Linked DNA regions of Zea mays: region 2 is linked to region 1. A link is a contact called in public ChIA-PET data. All regions are on one chromosome and are shown on one strand. The core of a region is the stretch at or near the end of the contact, and the rest is flanking DNA. Distances in the headings are between cores, read along the strand shown.

Region 1 (6,006 bases), core at 2,360-4,859:
CTCAAATCATTTGTAACAAAGGTATCGAGGAGTATAAATATTAATTGCGGCAAGCGGCTGGGTGGCCATAATAACTTATCTCAAAATCATATCATGCATAAAATAACAAGCTGAGGGTTGTGGTTGAAAAAGCATAGGTAATTTATGCATCAAAGGGATCCAGTGAGCTTGTTGTGCTTAACCGGCGGAAGGGGTGAGAGCTCGCGGAACTGGCTTCTGGCTCCACCGCCTGGCGTAGACTTGCCGATCTAGCCTCCACGAGACGACACAAACGCTCCGATAACTATGCAACATGAACAAGCAAACATACAAACCAACAAGTATATCAACAAATATTTAGTATAGTGGTCAGAATGGCGATATATGGATGGGTAGAGTCTTGAGCAGAATCCGTGTCATGTGGTGTTGTGATATTACTGGTGGTCGAGTGGAGGTGCTTACCAGGAGGGTGGATTGGAGGCGAAGCGACACTATGCGCGTAGCCGGCAGAGCGGAGTAACTGAGTGGGCGAGGTGTTTGCCTTGGTTGAGGGTGTTGAGTGTGTGGAGAGGGAGAGGGTAGCTGGGTGTATTTATAGCTAGGCGTATGTGGTGTAGTACAGTAGAGTTCACTGTTGGTGAGAATAGTGACAAGTGAATCGTCTGACTTAGCCTGAATACAGAAATTATAAGTAGAATATGGGACAAGAGTATTTTGAGAGTTTTCTGGAATATGAACCATGCTCATGGTTGAATAGGAAATAGTTTGATAAGAATTTAGAAACAAGAATTATTGGAATCTGAGTTTGGAAGTCTGGTTCGAAAGAATCTCAAAGTTAAGCGTGCTCAACTTGGAGAAACCTGGGATGGGTGACCAGATGGGAAGTTCCTACTGGAAGGAAAATCACGGTCACCGGAGTTCGTATGACTGGAATATTGGTCTGGCAGGTCTTAGGTGGATTGAACAACATGATGGATGAGTAGTTGAAATTTGGGGTGATCGGATGATCGATAGTATCGATGAATAGTGACAACGAAAAAGTAATTATAGATATCATCGATGAATAGTAACGGTGATAAATAGTAACGGTGATAAATAGTAACGATGACAAATAGTGTCGACGAATAGCAACAATGAATAGTAACGATAATGAATAGTAATGGTGAATAGTCGTATGAACGAACGATGAATGGTGACTATGAACGAACGATGAACGATGAATAGGAACTATGAACGAACGGACGAACGATCGAATGATCGGACGAACGAACGATCGAAATTTCAGCAGCATAACGGCTGGACAAAGATTATTTGGACGAACGATGAATAGGGACTATGAACGAACGATGAATAGGAACTATGAACAAACGATGAACAATCAAATGATCGGACGAACGATCGGAATTTCGGCAGCATAACGGCTGAACAAAGATTATTTGGACGAACGAACGGACGAACGATCGGACGAACGGATGAACGAACCATGAACGATCGGACGAACGAACGAACAAACTAAGAACAGGTGGATGAATGATCGAAGAACGACCGAACGATCCTTGTGCTAGTGTGTGCTTGTGTGGGAAGTGGAGTGGGCATGTGGGGGGGAGGGAGAGAGTTGCCATGAAATGGCTTGGGGTGGCTTGAGAGGAGGCCCTTGCCCCTCTATTTATAGGCTCGGTGGGGTGATTAGGGGGGAGGATGAGAGGATTAATGGGAGGATGCGAGGATTAGTGGGAGATAAGCATGGATTTGTCTTGTATAAGTGAGTTTAGCTTGTAGAGCTCCTCGTATGACACCGGAGGCGTACGTATATGTATGAGCATGAGGAAAGTTATGAAGAAAATATTTGTAGGGACTTTAAAAATGATTCTGAAGGTATTTCTCAGGAGGAAAATATTTGGAGAAATATCAGGGAATATTTAAGCAGTATTTCTGGAAAGAACTTAAAGGAGATCACTAGGGAAATATCTGTAGGATATTTTGAGGAGGATTTTGGAGAGAATATAGACCACTATATTTTATTTGTTGATATCAACTCGCAAACAAATATTTTGAAATGAAATTTGAAATTCATTTTGAATTTAGAGCGAGTTTGAGAAATTTTCAAGATTTGAATTTTTGGGATGCTACAGAAGCTCACCCAAGCGATGGATCGAGAGAAGAAAGGCTAGAAGATAGTCGATGATGAAGAGGAGCTCGGAGGCGAACAAGAATGATGGCAGTGGCATGGTCAGTGGAGAGAAGAGGACATAACTACAAAGGAAGGACGAGGATAATAAGAGGAAGCTCGGCAAGCGACAAATCAAAGAGAGGGGTGGTGGGGAGGGCAAATTGCTGCCAACGAGAGAGAACTCCAATGACAATAATGAGGTAGTGGAGGATAGAGTTAGGGCTAGGGTTTGCGAGGGCTGATAGTATCTTAAATGGATGAGAGGAAGCAGGGGCACAGTCGACATTCTGTTGTGGCCACTAGCATGGTATCCACAATGGTAGCAAGCATTTGATGGATGATGTCGCAAGTGGCCAATTGAAGGAAGGGGAGGGGAGCTGGAAGAGGCACACACTCAATGATGAGCGAGCCAGTGTGATAGCAATGGTGCTCCATGCGGCTAATGGGCGAATGGGCGGGTCCTTGGAGCGAGCGACATAGGGAGAAAGGGAGTGGGCGCATGCCGAATGTCAGGCAAGCCTAGGATGTCAACAACAGAGAAGGGAGGGGATTTTTAAATTTAAACTCATGATAATGGTTTCTACAAAGTTCACTCAAAATGACCATTAGAGAGATAAAATTGAGAGGATATCATTTTAGACAAAATCATTTATAGTTATCTAGTGTCACTCATGATAATATTTTCAAATTGAGCTCTTTGATGTCTAGGTCATCAGCTACATGGGACCTTTCCCAATGTCATATGATTACAAATCAAGTTATCTAGTGTCACTTGTGAGACCAATATTTCTACTCCCTCCATCCCAAAATATAATTCGTTTTAGACTAAACTTCATTATATAATTTTATCTCAGTTTAATCAAACCACCTTACTCCACAGAACACTCATGGCCGATAAAAGATAAAAAAACGTGGATATGCAACGTCTTTATTTTTTCTTCCATCCTTCATCTCCATTTTCAGCGTGTTGAGGTTTTGCATCATATAGTCTATGTCATCTTATCTTCATGGCCTTCATGTAGCTCACTTCTACCACTTAATCTTTCATGTATTTTATAAAATTATTAGTTTACAGTTATTGTTATTAGTTATCAAAGCTCAAATGTATCTACTGCTTCTATCTGCAAAAAAAAATGAAAAATCAAATGATTTATAGTTTGACCAAACATTATATAGAAATATGCCTAGAAATATACTAATATCTATGGTACAAAATAAGTATCCATGAGTTGATTTATTGTGGCACATCTAATTAAAAATATAAATGTTGATATAAATTACTATAAAACTTCGGTTAAAATTGAACTAATTTGATCTGGTATGTATTACTCCGCACATCCACGGATTTTAGTATAAGCCAAGTGTAACCAACCCAGCTCGACCCAGGGAAGCTTCACCTGATCACCCTTCAAACAAATCACTCTTCGCTCCGGCTCCGACTCGCACTCTTTCCCCTTCCCTTCCCTTCCCACTCCCAGGCTCCCACTCTCACCCCTTCCGCCTACCCACGCAAACGGCACACGAACTAACAGCCACCTCTCACGTCCCCCACCCTCTGGTTCATGTCCTGCTGCTCCCCATGTCGCCTCCACTCGAGCTCGACTACATAGGCCTCTCGCCGCCGGCGGCAGCCGCCGCCGCTGAAAACGACGAACTGAAGGGTACTGAGCTCCGCCTCGGGCTGCCAGGGTCCGGGTCGCCGGACCGCCGTGTCGTGGCTGCCACCGCGACCACCCTGGACCTGCTCCCGGCCAAGGGCGCCAAGCGCGGGTTTTCTGACGAGGCGCCCCCGCCATCGCCTGTTGCCACTGCCGGAAAGGGAAAGAAGGTGGCAGAAGAGGAGTACGACGAGAAGAAGGTGGCAGCGACCCCGCAGCCGGCCGCCAAGTAGGTCGAATGTGGAAGTGGATCTTGGGGTTTTGCCGCCTCAAACGAAAAAAGGGGAAGGCTTGGGGCTTTGCGCTGCCAGCGCGTTCATCTGCCGTTCTTGGGACTGCGGCCACTAGTGGTTTGCAAATTGTTTGTGATTGTTGCCCCTTTGTTGGGGGGTCTTTGGGTGCAAGTTCTCTGCTATTTGGGAAATCTTGCTGGGCCTTTTGAGTTTATGACATTTGCAGGTTCTATAACAGAAAATTATCTTTGGAAATTCTGTGCTTTTCAGGGAAACAAAAGAGTAGGAGGAGTTGAAAAGGGGACTGAATTGCATGTCAGAGGGATCTCTGTTGGCGTGATATTTTCGATTTGTGTACTCTTCTTTGGGTGGGAATTTCAGTTTATCTTGGGGCCTAGAGGAGGGAAACTAAAGTTGCAGCTTTGTGGTGTTCTTTTTAAATTCCCACTTTTCCTCCAAATTCTCTACTTTCGAAAATGCGCTCTTTCAATTTATCTTTCAGAATCCTTGCTTTGTTTTTCACTTTTTCTTGCTTGCTCAAGCTCTTCTCATCTTCTTCTCTGCTCTCCCTGCTTTGTTTTTGTTGTATTTTGTACAAAACATTTTGATCCGTCATTATCTTGCTCAAATTCTGTAACTTTCATCCCAAAGTTCGCCAGAATTCGTTTCTTTTTTATTTTGTTACCAGTAGAGCATCTCCTGATCTACCTCTTCGTCGTGTTTGGTAAAGACTATTGAGCTCAGGTGTGTTGCGTTGTGCAGAGCACAGGTGGTGGGATGGCCACCAGTCTGCAACTACCGCAAGAACACGATGACTACCACCCAGCTGGAGGGCAGCAAGGAGGATGGTGATGCCAAGCAGGGTCAGGGGTTCCTGTACGTCAAGGTCAGCATGGATGGCGCGCCGTACCTCAGGAAGATCGACCTCAAGACTTACAAGAACTACAAGGACCTGTCGACCGCGCTTGAGAAGATGTTCAGTGGCTTCAGTACTGGTGAGATGTCTCGGGGTTACTCTCTCTCTCTCTCTCTTTCGGATGGCGCGTCAGTGAGTAATTATGTTTCGTTTTGATGTGGATGGTGTTAGAAGTACATCAAGAAGCCTTTAAAAAGCAGCATACTCCTACTTGATTCCTAGGATAAGCAATAGCTTGAACTTACCCCGTTATATTTTGAGTAATTGTAAGATTACAAACAATCTGGCACCCCTTGTTTTGTTAATTTTTGGGTGAACTTTTTATTCCTCCCAAAACAAATACCCTGGTGATTGTTCAGTTATTGCATCCGTATCAAGTCTCTCTTAGAAAGATGTTGTTTCCTGTAAGGCAAAATAAGTTTTGGCTCCATCTTTATGATTATTCGATGATATCTTCGAGTCCTGGGTATTATTCCATAGAAAGCTACTAATCACTATGAGAGTGACATCCCCTATATATTTCTGAAATTTGTGGAGATCTGTGGTCCTGTATTTATATATGTAATATCTCATTAGTTTTCACCACCTCTTTAGAATCGTGGGAATGAAAATCAGGCCCAAATCCCTTCAGTAGAAATTTTAGTACAAGAGGAGGTTCTCTTCTGTTCTGTTTTCCTTTTTATTGGTCTTACATGTTAGTATATGGGTGTAATGCCATATCAGGCAAGGACGGCTCATCTGAGTACCGCAAGGATGGTGAATATGTTCTGACTTACGAGGACAAGGATGGAGATTGGATGCTTGTCGGCGACGTACCATGGGAGTGAGTTACACCCATCTGTCTTAATTAAAACAATGGAATTGGAACTAAATTAATCACCGATTAGGGCATGTACAGTGGGTGTCTTGAGTTATGTCTTCGAGTGTGTTTAGGGGGGTGAATGTAAAAAAACTCAAGATATGTATCTTGACGAAGACACAGTGTCTTAGCTCTATGTTCGAGACATGAGACTAGCTGATTGGTCACTTTAATTTATTGAATGCTCTGAT
Region 2 (6,006 bases), core at 2,529-5,028, 130 kb before region 1:
TCAACATCATTTCTTCATTAAAGGGAAGATAACATACTTACAAATCAACTCTTTATGAGTTGATACTTCCCTATTACTACTACTACATTACATTACATTACTGCTACTACTACTACACTACACTATACTACTCTACACTACTAAATACTACTACATTATTCTAACTATACTATACTAATATCTAAAAGACCAGTGGCACCTAGCCACTGGCCCTGTTGCTACCGCCGCCGCTGCCGCCCCTGGTGCTGCCTCTGCTGCTGCCGCCGTCACCGTCCTTGCTGCCGCTGCCGTCACCGTCGCCGCCGCCACCGCCTTTGTCGTCGTCGTCCTCGTCGTCGTCCTCGTCCTCGCCGCCACCGTCCGAGTCCTCCTCGGCCGAGGAGTACTCCGACTCATCCGAGCCCTCGAGCCCGGAGCGCTCGACGGCCCGGATGTACGTCCAGACCTCCGCCGCGAGCCCCTGGGAGTTATCTGAGTCGTCAGACGACTCACGCAGGGGGATGGGAGCCGGAGACCCCTAAGACTCAGAGGAGAACTCCTCCTCTGAGTACTCCGAGTCACCAAAATCCTCCGATGGAGGAGTTGACTCACGCTTGAGCTTGTTGTTCTTGCCCATGGTGGAAGCGAGAGGGAGAGAAGAAAAGTAAGCAACAGAGAATAGCAAGAGATGTGGAAAAACCGGAGAGACAACGGCATTATTTATAGAAGGAGAAGGCAACCGCTCACCTCCAACCGCGGTCACTAAACAGTCGCAACGCATTCAATAAGCACTCCAACCCGTCTGAAGACACGTCAGGCGGCTGACGCCGTTTCACGCAACACAACACCCATTGGGACTCCAGTCAACAACGCGGAGAATATGATTGCGCCCGCCGTCACATCACATTACTACTCACAAGCAACCGGCTAAAACACTCAGCGTACCAAGCCGTCCCTTGCCCACACCCATTGGGGGGACGCCCAGGAATTATCAGTATATTTTTCAAAACGGTCATATCTGTGCAGGGCATGCAGTGAATACCCCAAGACAAAAATGAGATATCAGTAAGGATTAGAGGAAAGCCAAATATAGCCAGCGAAGTACAAAATATGACCGACAGAAGCGACGTAAAGACTAGACAGAGAATGTCCATCAAATGTCCAATCAGTCGCAGAGCAAATAAATTGCACTACCTAGCAAGATATGGATGGATTGCGAACTCGGCTGCTAAAGACAAAACACATGCTGACCTCAGAAGCATAATATTGACGACATAATGCTGACCTCCAAAGCATAATGCGGATAGCATCAGGCCAATTTTTACAAGCAGAAAGGATAATCTTCAGCAAAAAGACACAAAAGGAAGACCTTCGAATGGATTATCCTCAAAAATCCACTCGAAGGTCGGGGGCTACACCCATGGATCACCATTCTAAGCCAAGATAGTGCCGACTTCTAAGGCATGGGACAAGATTAAAGACAAAGCTGGCCCTCAACCAAAACGCAGGAGTAAAAATGGAAATAATTTCTGGTGAAGACCTTCGAGTAGATTATTTTCTAAAAATCTACTCGAAGCTCGGGGGCTACACCCCGGTGCACCCAATGAAGTTCAAGATCCCACAAAACGAAATGCCGACCTCTAAGGCACAAGCACGAAACAAAGCTTCGGTTTGCGAGTGATCAAAAGCAGGAGGAGACAGTAAGAAGTCGTTTTCTTCAAATCGCCTGCAAGCTGGACCTAGGATCTTTGGGCTGATTACCTCTAAATTAACCCAAAGATCGGGGGCTTGTGGGGGACAGATATCCCCCGGGTCCACCAAAAGAGTAAAAGACCTCACGAAAGGCCCAAGGGCCCAATAAATCGTAAGGTCATTCTTTCGTGGGCCTGGGGAGGAACAACCAGCAAAGCAGATCGACATGGGGCTAGATTGGTGCAAACCCGGACAGCCCATGACGTCGAGCGAGCGACCACAACAGAGATCCGACTTTCCCGCGCTGGAGCCCTCATGCAACGGAGCCATGCGAGGATAAGTCGGCAGAACTATAAGGAGATAAACTCAAACAGTTCACTATCTTTTAGCTACACGTTGTTATCATATCCACGTGTATTGCCCCACGGTCAAGTATATAAGGCCTAGGGGGCACCCCTTCAGAACGATCGACACTACTACTTAGCCACCCACTTCGACTCTCTGTATTCCCAACTCAGAGAGCCCTCTTGTAACCTCATTCATCCAGCATACTCACCAGGACGTAGGGTGTTACGCATCTCTAAGCGGCCCGAACCTGTAAACATTGTCCACTGCCCCTCGTGCAATTGGCACGAACCATTTTGCTACAGTCGTCGACACCGTCCTACTCCTAAAAACACCTTGAGGGGCAACCCCGGGTGTGCGGTCGGACCCAAAACACCGACAGAAACATCGATGAATTGATACAAAATGTCGAGACATAGTATGAAGATTACAACCCAAACACTCTTCGAAGGGTTTTCTTGACACTACAGTCGTGCATGATTGAGGTTATGAAAGAAAGGGGTGGGAATCGCTACAAAGTGCCACACATGAACAAAGACAAATTAGAGGCTATGAACATGTTGCCAAAGACATTAGAATGTCCACGTGAGGTGTATGAACTTGTGCTGCAGACTTTGAACAATCAAGGACAACCAAACTGAATACCAGTTGTATTAACAATTTCATTGCAGCACCTTACAAATTTCATGGAGAAACCTTCTGGATCTCGTCCCCTTCCTTCTGGATCTAGTCCCCTTCCTCCTGGATCTTGTCCCCTTCCTTCTGCATCTCGCCCCCTTTCTTCTGTATCTCAGCCTCTTCCTTCACCTTCTCTTCGTTCTTGCCGGTGGCCTTGTTCTTAGTTGGACCGTCAACTTCGTCTTCGTCGTCTGACCTTGCCAGAATCGCTCCCCTTCGCCGACAAGTAAAGCTTGGCCGGACGTACGAGTGATGGCGGATGCGCGAACCAGTGCGGTGGCTAGCAGAGCGTCCTTGCGCAACCTGTGGAGCCCTTGCAGCCCGTGCCGTCTGCGCCGCCGGCGAGCGCCACTTCCAAGTCGGGTCTGACTCCGAGCTTGACGAGGGGGACCGCTGAACTGGCTCCATCGGCGACGACGAGGTGGTCGGAGGTAGGGAGCCACATGCGGGGTCGGCAGACTGCGAGGGGGAGGCATGGATCTGGGCGCCGACCATGGATTTTATCGGGGGCGAGGCCGTGTGAACGAGGAGACCGCGGGTGGGGAACGAAGCGACGATAGAGAAAAATGAAGATCGATGGTTCGGGAAAGATACGGCTGTGAGAACGGTGAAGCGTCGTTTTTACGTGGACAAGTTGAAAGGGCTAAATCGACACTTTTACGTGGACGGAGGGAGTAGATAGTATAGAAACCGTGTATGAGACATTTAGCTATCAACGATACATACGAAAGGTCTTGCAATCTTTCTCTCGAGAGAGTATGTCTAACAAAAATTTTATTTCACCCTTCCTTTGTTTTGACCTAACCTTTTTTGTTTGATCAAATAACTTCGGCCAATAACAGATTTGAAGTTAACTTTCATTTCGATTTCGATTTCGATTACTATAAAGACAACACGATTGGCCCGAAATCGAAGTGCTCGTTGAGATCTCGTCCCGAGGGCACCCGGATGACCGGATCCCCGGCACGAGTTGGTCGAGCCATCACGTGGGCCCGCTCTGGAACCCGCCCCAGCATAACTTCCAAGTCCCAAATAAACTCCTCGGTGACTCGCCCCAACACCAAACAGTAAACGACGCTTCCCTCCGCCGCCGTCAGATCGGAGCTCGACTCCGTGCCCCGCTTCTCCGCCGCGATGGCGGCGCCACCGCGCCGCTCCCTCCTTGTCCTTCTCTCCGGGCTCCTAGTCTTCGCCTCCCTTGTTGCCCTCACCACAGCCATCTACGAGGACCAGGTCGGCCTCGCGGACTGGTACGTCAACTCGCTCGCCTAGATCCGATCTGCCCTTAGCTTAAGGCCAGCGCGACGTATCGGGACTTCGAGCTCCTAGTTGAGATCACTATTAGGGTTGTGTTGTGAGGAGCTGTGTGCGGTGTTACTACAGATTTGTTAGGTTTCACCGAATCAGGGTGTGGTTTTACGAGCGTACAACTGAATTCTGCAGTAGTAGCGGTGGGTGTTGTGCATTAGTCCTGTCGTGCTGGTAGAAAAGTTCTTTTAGCTATTTAGCGACTATGCAGTGATTGCATCCTAGTTCGAAATTCTCTGTTTTTTTAGCTATTTAGCGAGTATACAGATGGATGGGCATGTGCTTCATCATTGAAATAAAGCGCAGTCTGCAGGAGCTAGAGTTAGTTTGTGTTTTATGGATGAGGTCTAAGGTTATGTTTTGTACCATGGATATTAGTGAACTGCATTCCATGTTCGATGTGGAGTCCCTTTTGGCAAGTATGGCTTCTGATTAGTCCAGTCTGAGTATCGCAACATGGTTCACCTATGTATGCATGCAGTGCAAGTAGTCAATTCTTGGTTCATGTATTGCATAAGATAATTAAGATTAAATTAGGACTTAAACTTTACCTTTAGTTAATGTATTACTTTTGTATATTTTCTTCTAAATATATTTAGTGTATCGGATTTAAGTTTCTTACTTTAGAGATAAAATTTCTTAATAATTATCACGATGGAAGAATGCATTTCTCTTTTTTCGTAAATGCCTTCCTCTCAGTTCATGGTCTCCCTTGTTCTTCCTTGAATCCTCGAACTCCTTAAAACCTCTAGTATTTAGGCTGTGCCAGCTTGTACCTCGTTGTACAGTAGTTATCCTGTTATTATCCACCTGAAGTCTGAGAATACATCACAACATGTCATTATCTGATTTGCTGAATTGCTTCAGTCTCCATGATTCCCCCTCTCTTAATAAGGTTTGTGGCTGCCTTGACATCTACTCTTCAATTGCTCACAAGCTGTGCTAACCCATTAAGAAGCCTATCTTTGTTTCATGATGTGTCCTGCCGTGTTGTGTTAGTTCTATGTATGAGAAAATCAATCTTTGGTAAACTGCTGTGGAGTTCGCTATTTTGATATGGAATCAGGCAATCTGTTATTGCTAGCTGCTGCACCTCTTAACATCAATTGAGTTGTACCTACCTACATGCAGTCATTTGGAGTAATCCAACAGCACCATTTTAATATGTTGATGTTCTTCACAGGCATCAGAAGTACATTGGCAAAGTAAAGCAAGCAGTTTACCACAGCCAGAAGAGTGGAAGGAGACGAGTTGTGGTCTTGACAGAGGAAAATGTGATCTCGTCTCTTGATCTACGTTCTGGAGATATATGTGAGCTTTCATATTTACAGATTAGCAAATCGAGAGTGCAGTTTCTTACATTTTACTCACTTTTTTGTCCTTAATATCTCTGTATTTTATGTGGTGCAGTCTGGCGACATGTCATTGACAAGAATGACCCCTTGGATCAGCTTGGTCTATCACTTGGAAAATGTGAGTCGAATCTTTGTTTCCTGTTGGAGATGCCCTTGAGAAAATTGCTCTATTAATGCTGTCTGTTTATTTCATTCTATTATGTTTCTTCCACTCCTGATGGGATTCCTTCTTAGCTTGGCATCCAGTCTTGCTAGCTTTAACCTCCAAATAACTTGTTTTTCTTCATTTGAAACTATATTTTTTTGTACCCATTTCTTACCTGTAAGTAAGGCCAATGATTCGACTATTTGAGAACCAGGTCCCTGCCTTGATTTTTTCTTACTATGTTTGTGCCAGCCTTTGACTCTTTGAGTCTGGACTGGTCACTGGTGAAGGGGGGCTTTATCAACCCTTGCCTTTAGTGGTCCAACTCATGAGAAGTTGTATTTGAGTACACATGTTTTCAGGATTATTTCTTTCAGATTAATGAGATATAGTTTTTTTATCTTGTGAGCTCTTTTACTCTCATATTGTTTAGTCATCTCCCTTTGTTACTTCAACCTGTTGGGATTAATCTCACATCTGTTAGGACTGGTCTACTTAAACTGC

The links. ChIA-PET counts read pairs in DNA pulled down with a chosen protein or histone mark.
Region 2: an RNA polymerase II ChIA-PET map of seedling shows a contact between it and region 1, with 5 times the contacts expected there. The contact joins the promoter of LOC103635715 here to the promoter of LOC100274569 in region 1. A contact is called at or near these places in 6 of 25 Hi-C or Micro-C datasets (bundle sheath, ear, leaf and 1 more) and 2 of 3 datasets of contacts at active chromatin or transcription factors (leaf and seedling).

Annotation. Positions count from the first base shown.
Region 1 is chr8:113,347,355-113,353,360 of Zm-B73-REFERENCE-NAM-5.0, reverse strand. It overlaps LOC100274569, which reads left to right and starts at 3,609. Exons shown (of 5, transcript NM_001358397.1): 1 at 3,609-4,036; 2 at 4,803-5,035; 3 at 5,680-5,779. The coding sequence starts at 3,729.
Region 2 is chr8:113,476,739-113,482,744 of Zm-B73-REFERENCE-NAM-5.0, reverse strand. It overlaps LOC103635715 (ER membrane protein complex subunit 1-like), which reads left to right and starts at 3,778. Exons shown (of 12, transcript NM_001346638.1): 1 at 3,778-3,944; 2 at 5,186-5,313; 3 at 5,413-5,475. The coding sequence starts at 3,829.